Regions from separate parts of the Lactuca sativa genome. Here region 1 is linked to region 2. Evidence: chromatin contacts called from public Hi-C data. All regions are on one chromosome and are shown on one strand. The core of a region is the stretch at or near the end of the contact, and the rest is flanking DNA. Distances in the headings are between cores, read along the strand shown. Region 1 holds the start of LOC111879851 (histidine--tRNA ligase, chloroplastic/mitochondrial). Region 2 holds the start of LOC111879893 (transcription factor MYB73).

Region 1 (3,619 bases), core at 810-3,309, 220 kb after region 2:
ATTTTTAATGGTAATAAATAAATATTTAATAACAATACCTTCCAACTCTGTCAAAGACTTTATGGTAAGAACTTGAAGTAGATCCTCAATAGCATCTTTTGATAACTCGACCAACTCCAGCTCTTTCTTGATCTCCTCCATTGGTATTTTCCCCATCTTTTTTTTTTCAATATAAACACAAATCATTGTTATTAATTCATAAGCATTCCAACATTACTGGTAGATTTTATTTTATTAAAATAAAATAACAAGTGTTGCATTTAGATTTTGACATAGGCATATGACTAACCTTATCTATGATGATGCAAGCTTTGGCAAATAAAGATTCTGGAACCGAATAGAAACTCAGCACTTCCTGTAGAACCTGCACATATTTACTAAAAGAGGTGAAACTTTCCTGAAATAAATTTCTCTAAAAAACTTGGTATACTCAATGTTTTGCATTACATATACTCGGTATTCAGACCTTTCTGCTAGATATCTTGAAGCCAACATCTTTTTCAGTTATCCCAATCCGTTTGAAAAATGTAACAATAGATGAGATAAGCTCAGCTTCTCCCTATTACAAGGAAAACAACAAACAGATGATCTTATTAGACATCAACATTGAAAGATGGATATGAACATTCAAATGAAACCTAAAATACCATTTGAGGTTAATGATTATGAAGAACATACAGTTACATCAGGGACACCAATTATATCCATGTTCCATTGGTAGTGTTCACGACGCCTTCCCCTAGTCATTCTTTCATAACGCCAGCATTGTCCAACAGCAAACCACTTTATTGGAAGGGCTACAGATTTTCTGGACATAAAATAACAATAAATAACTACACACATGCCTCATATTGTTTAAAATTTAAACCATGAAACACCTAAAGAGATTGAAATTCTCCACAATAATAGTGGTATAGTACCCTTTTTGTATGACAAGCCTTGCTAGAGAAGGAGTAAGCTCAGGCCTCAATGCGACTCTGCGATTTCCTCGATCCTCAAAACAGTAAAGCTGCATCATAAAAGTTGAGAGAGATCATCCATCAACATTCAACACAATTACACAAATCAATCTTTTTTAGGTTTTACTTGTAGATTATAATACACTTGACTTGCTCCTAATCTTTGTGTCATTTCAAATTTCTATCATTGCATTCCTATTGTAAAGATTTCACAATTCAGGCTTCACATAGCTGAAATAATTTGCATGTAAAAAGATTCTGCCCCAGATTCATCTCTTGTGAAAATTAGAAAAGTAATATGTCAAACCAGAGGTAACTGCAACAAGAATGAAAGAATTACCAAACCTGGTCCCTTATTTCCTCCCCTGCTTTTCTTATATATAGAGCTTCTGATTCTAGTACTGGATAGTCAACTTCTTCAAATCCGAACAATTGTGAAACCTAATATTCAACAGCCAGTTAGCATAAGTTTTAAAAGATATGAATACATGTACAGAAACATATGCCGAGCAGATGCAAATCGAGGGATAGTACTAGGTTTGAATTAGATACTACATCATCAATAAGTTCAAACAAATATCCCAAACCCTTCTTTCCCTTTACCAAAATAATCTACTCGAGCATCAACTAAACAGTGTCAGATGAAAAACAGAAATAAGTGTATTGGATAAAAACCTCTTTGAAGTTCTGGAAAAGCCAATTGCGGAGGCGCATTTCCTCTGGAGGGAAATCTCTGGTGCCTTTGGGCGGGTTAACGTCTACTTTTTGGGAGTAATCGACGACCTGATGTGGTGGGGAGGAGATTGAACCGGATCGACCGGCACGCGTGGTTTCATTGACATTAGAATTGTCGGCAGACAAAGGGGTAGCAGTGGCTAATGGGGAGGTGGAGAAGGAGTGGTGTTTGTTATGAGCGAAGCGAACAGGGAGGCGGCTGAGAGGGGGAGAGTGGAGGGAGAATTGGTGGCAGATGAGGGGGGTAGGGCGGAGAGTAGTGGCAAATAGGATGAGGCGAGGGTGGAGGATAAGGAGAGATGGAGTTGCAGCAGCCATCGCGCAACGGCAAATAGGCAATGGCTTCTTCTCAGTCCAAGGCAATGGCTTCTTCCCGAATAACATAAAGTGAAAAGTGCAAATTTGGTCCTTTGTTTGTAAGAAAATGAGGTTTAAGACACTAAACTTTGAGTTAGTTTTGCTTAGGGGTTGTTTGTTTGGCCTCTTAATGATCCCATAAAGAGGCTAACTCTAAATCCTTCAAATTCAGAGCGTTTGGTTGGAATTTTTTTAACCTCTTAATCGGTCCGATATAAAAGAAATGGGTATTGATCGGTCAGAGTTGTTGACAAGTCTGGATGAAATTTTTTCCAAATAATACCCTTAGACCTAAAAAAACATCCGCCTCTTTTTTTTCTTCCCCGTTGTTCTCCCATCGTGCAACATTCTCTCTTTTCCATCCGATTCTCACCTTGCCATCGGACCTCCGGCAGCCCCGCTCCACCTCCGCCTTCGTCGCCTCCCTCCTCGCCGCCTACCCCTTCGCTGGTAAGTTTTCTAATATGTCTTGTTATGGTTGTTTTTTTCTTTTGGCATCCTTCTGGTCGATTTTTCTGTGTTCTTGTGTTTATATGATCATTTTTGTGAAATCGATTTTCTCAATACCTAAAACCTGTTCTTATGTTTGGTTGATCAATTTTTTGAAATCGATTTTTTCTTGTGTTTGGTTGATCAATTTTTGTGAAATCCATTATTGTGAAATCATTTTTTATGCTGCTCAATATTATATCAAATCGGTTTGATGTTCATCAAATAACAATGAACTAATCGAATAAGTTAATATGTATATATGGATCGATGCTTGGATCCATATCTCTCTTTCAAATTTAAGAGTTTATTGTCAAATGTATGTTAAAGATTTGATGATTGAAGTTAATTACGGATGATTTTTACCCATAATCAAATTATGAACTATTTCCTATTTAATGAGTTTATTGTCTTTTACTTGTTGAATTAACTGGATTCATATGTGATTTGTATACTTGTAATCTTTAGGTTTGGTTTCTTATTTGTGTTTGGTTCACAATCTGGAAATATATGTTCGCTTTTCTTCTAACAACACTTTTTTATTACTTTTGATTCTCAACTTTTGTAGGGAGCAATGCCACTGGAAGTAAACAATAGCAACAAAGATCGTGATGAGTTATCTTAGAATTGCAATCAACTTGTTTCAATCGAAACCCGACAATCAAATTTGTTTGAACTGATTTATTGCAATATATTTTTATAAAATCTATTATACTATGATCTAAGGATCTATATATGACATATTTGGATGTTGTACGATATCTAATTTGAATGTTGTATGGAGTTTATTTTTTATGCAAAAAATAGTTTATAGGGTTAAAATGGTCATTTTTCTTGTTAAGAGGCAGCCGTTCACAAGCCTAACCAAACATCAATTTATCGTTAAGATACATGTTCATAAAGAGCCTCTGCATTATCCAAACATCTATATCATTCAGATATGAATCTTCCAGATGCTACCAAACAGCCCCTTAGTACATTTTGTTGTATGTTCGGTTTGAGCTTTTTAACTTATGCTAAAATTTAGTAGTTAAATCAACCACATGTTGTAACGCCCCAATCCTCAGGTATTAATTAAT
Region 2 (3,592 bases), core at 457-2,956:
TAGCAAGGAGCTAGAAAAAGTTATTTATGTTGATCCCACATAGGAGAGTGACTATTGTAGTGGAATGGTAATAAAATAAAAAATAGCAAGGAGCTAGAAAAAAAAATTAGCCGAAGTCATAGCAGGATTTTTAACTTTTATGCCATCCTATTCAACTAAAATTATAATTTTCCTGCCAATTAGAAATCCTAAAGTACAAATAAGAAACGTCATCAAAATCAGTCCATTGTTGTACAAAGCCGAGAATCGATAGACCTGGTATCCAAACTCTAGACCTTGATGATTTGAAACAATTTTTAAAGTACAATGTACGAAAAAAAAGTGATATAAGTCAAACAAATTGAAAAATTCGCTACCATTTATAACAGCAACAAAAGTTTATACACTTTTTTGAAATTGCGATGATTTAATAATATTTACCGGAGTGTAATAATAACTTAAATAATTTTTTATTTATTAAAAGATATGTTATTGTTTTTATTTTTATTTTTATTGTGTAGAAAAAGAAAAGTATAAGTTTGTTTGTAAGAGCAAGCAGCCAAACAGTTGTGATGGTCAACAATTACGGCCACTAAATGTTGTTTCCAGTCCCATCCCAGTTGAATTACGGCTTGTCGACCGACCTCACTCGTTTTTTACTTAATTTTTAATCTAATTATTAGTTAAACCCTTCCTGTTGTTTAAAATTAATCTCTAATAAACTGTCAACTTTCTTGTTAATCCTGGACTTATTATTTTGTGTTGGTTGAATGTGTTATAAATATGATAGCTAATAATAATTTATTAGCTTTTAATTGTAATTTGTAGAAAAAATGGAAGGGAGTTGTATTCACTTTTAAGTAGCATTGTCCATGGTAGAAATAAAATGTAGATTAAAACATATAAGTAAAGTCCAAATTCAACCAAGAGCTGCACAAATTAGAATAGAATTGTCAACTCATTTATAAGTACAACAACGGTGTCGTTTGCTCTTTTTTTGGCAATGCTGTTACAACTCGCATAATTAGATTCAGTTGCAACCAACATAAGGTAAGATTTGGATGCCTCCCGAATCTCAGATTATTGTTTTATAATACCACCCATGCACCAATTAAATATAAATATCATATTTTTTTATCTATAGTTTAATATATGTATACGGTTAATTTTTTTAAATAATTCTAATTAAATCCAATAAAAATATTGGATATAAAAATAACAACGTATTTTCAAACTATATAATATTCCAACAAAATTAAAAAAAAAAAAACATATATTATTTTTATTTATTTGTTATTATCATGTATCAAATAGAAATAAATGAATTTTTACTTTAGTGATTGCATAAAAATTTCAAACAAAAACTGAAAATACGCCATCGTATTATTGCAATTAAACACCAAAATATATGTAAAAATTAATAAATTATATTGCAATTTTAATATCGGGACCTATAAAACATATAAAAAACAAATCGTTGTAAAATTAAACTGTGGGTAACAGAGTATCAATTAAAATTGTGGGTAACATATCGTTGTAAAATTAAATTCTTAACTATATGCATTGATAAACAAAAAACAAAAATTAAGCCAAACAAAACAAAAGTATTAGGTGAAGCAAAGTTTGTTAGGAATTTAATGTTAGTTTTAACCGTCTCCAAATAAAATAAATAAATGAAACAGACGCACGAGCAGTTTATGGTTCATGCCAACTACTCCCCCTGGCCTTCCTGAACGGTTAAACCTAACCTCTCCTTCACTTCTTCTTCTTCTTCTTCCTCTTCATAACCCCCACCCACCCTCCATCCCTCAACCGTTTCAATTACACCCATCTGCATCACTTCAAAATTCAAATCCTCCAAAATCTCAAATTACATTTCATGGCGACATCAGACGACGGCGGAGGAGGAGTAGTAGGAGGCAAGATCAAGGGATCCTGGAGCCCACAAGAGGACGCCACCCTCATGAAACTGGTGGAGCAACATGGACCGCGCAATTGGTCCCTCATCAGTTCTAGTATCCCAGGCCGATCTGGAAAATCCTGCCGTCTCCGGTGGTGCAATCAGCTCAGTCCTGACGTGGAGCACCGTCCATTTACTCGTGAAGAGGACGACGTCATCGTCAGAGCACATGCAATCCATGGCAACAAGTGGTCAACGATCTCCAGGCTCCTCCCTGGCCGCACTGATAACGCGATTAAAAACCACTGGAACTCCACTCTCCGCCGACGAGGCGTCTCAAACTCCGGCTTTGCCGTTGCCGTTGCCGTTGCGAAACGACCACTCACAGATGGATCCAGCGAGTCAACCCAGTCGGATCATCTTCCTGCATCCAAGAAGCAATGCTCCCGTAACTCCGACCACAGCAGTTGCGACGGACCTCCGACGGCTCTGACGCTTTTGCCACCCGGGGATATCAAAATCAAAACGGTGGAAGAACAAGTAATAACAGAAAAGAACGCAGAGGTGGATGATGACGTGGAGGAGAAGTCGACGGTGGAGATGGAGAACACGTGTCTGGTAACGATCATGAAACGTATGATAGCAGAAGAGGTTCGGATTTATATCAACGAACTAAGATCCAAAGAAGGGCATCCTCCGTCTTAGTTCAAAGTAACTGAAACGTTAATTCCCATTTTCATCTTTTATTTTACATTTCAGGTTTAGATTATTAAATTCAATATAATATTTATGAAACAAAAAATATATATAATAAGAATATTTAAAAACTTTTAGATTGTAGGGCTTTACCCAATTAAGGGAGCCCTTCCAGAAATTCTCGATGGCCAAGGGAGACCCAAGGCCAAGGAGGGGGTTTGGAAATAGTTTTCAACCAGCAATTGACGCGCCTCGGTTATTACCTCATTAGCTGCGTCATTGCCCCAAGCGCAAAGATGCTTCATAACGTTGCCCACATCTCTCTTTTTATAGCCTCACCTCCTCTCCTATTTTTCGTTTTTCAGCGATGTGGGATGAAACCCATATATCATCTATGCGCTTCTCAATCCACCTACTCAAACAATTTTTTTTTTTATTTTTTTTTTTTCTATTGGAGTTATGAAAACTACTTAAAATAAATATATCGGAAAGAGTTGTTTTTGTAGAAAAGAAAAGACGTCTTCAAAAGTGTAAATGTGTAATTTTAAGTGGTAAAGATTTAGTGGCTAGATATGTTAATCTAAAGGTGATTTTTTTAAGAACGTCATTAAAAGGTATTTATTACCATCTCAAATCATAATAATCAGATAATCTATCACGAAATGCATCTCAATCGTCTTGTAATGTTTTATTATTACAACTGAAAATGAGATAAACATTTAATCGAAATATAACTAAAGGAAAAAAAATCTTCATTACCATATTGGTTTCATGGTCATAAACATTATGATAGTGTATTCTTTTCTTGGTTGTTATTAAGCATAAATAAAATGTAAAAGCTTCAAATAAATAGTCGAAAAGTAAAACTTGTAAAACATTATTTCATGGTTATTAAAACTTGTAAAACATTATTTCATGGTTATTATTTTGTTTATGGGGATCTTTCTCCACCTTTCATTTTGTGTTTCTTTTCTCTTTTCGGGTGATAAAGCATATTCATGATGTCATATATTTTGA

The links. Hi-C and Micro-C count contacts between places; a contact is called where the count stands out from the background.
Region 1: a contact with region 2 is called in a Hi-C map of leaf, with 4 times the contacts expected there. The contact joins the promoter of LOC111879851 here to the promoter of LOC111879893 in region 2. A contact is called at or near these places in 2 of 4 Hi-C or Micro-C datasets (both in leaf).

The regions. Positions count from the first base shown.
Region 1 is chr2:220,910,940-220,914,558 of Lsat_Salinas_v11, forward strand. LOC111879851 (histidine--tRNA ligase, chloroplastic/mitochondrial) reads right to left here and starts at 2,060. Exons shown (of 11, transcript XM_023876288.2): 1 at 1,635-2,060; 2 at 1,305-1,400; 3 at 921-1,009; 4 at 679-808; 5 at 467-559; 6 at 290-364; 7 at 39-156. The coding sequence starts at 2,012. LOC128132123 (a long non-coding RNA gene) reads left to right here and starts at 2,370. Exons shown (of 2, transcript XR_008230050.1): 1 at 2,370-2,501; 2 at 3,109-3,328.
Region 2 is chr2:220,693,622-220,697,213 of Lsat_Salinas_v11, forward strand. It overlaps LOC111879893 (transcription factor MYB73), which reads left to right and starts at 1,707. Exons shown (of 1, transcript XM_023876324.3): 1 at 1,707-2,854. The coding sequence starts at 1,859. The coding sequence ends at 2,584. LOC111879901 (U4 spliceosomal RNA) reads right to left here and starts at 2,873; the gene lies at 2,721-2,873.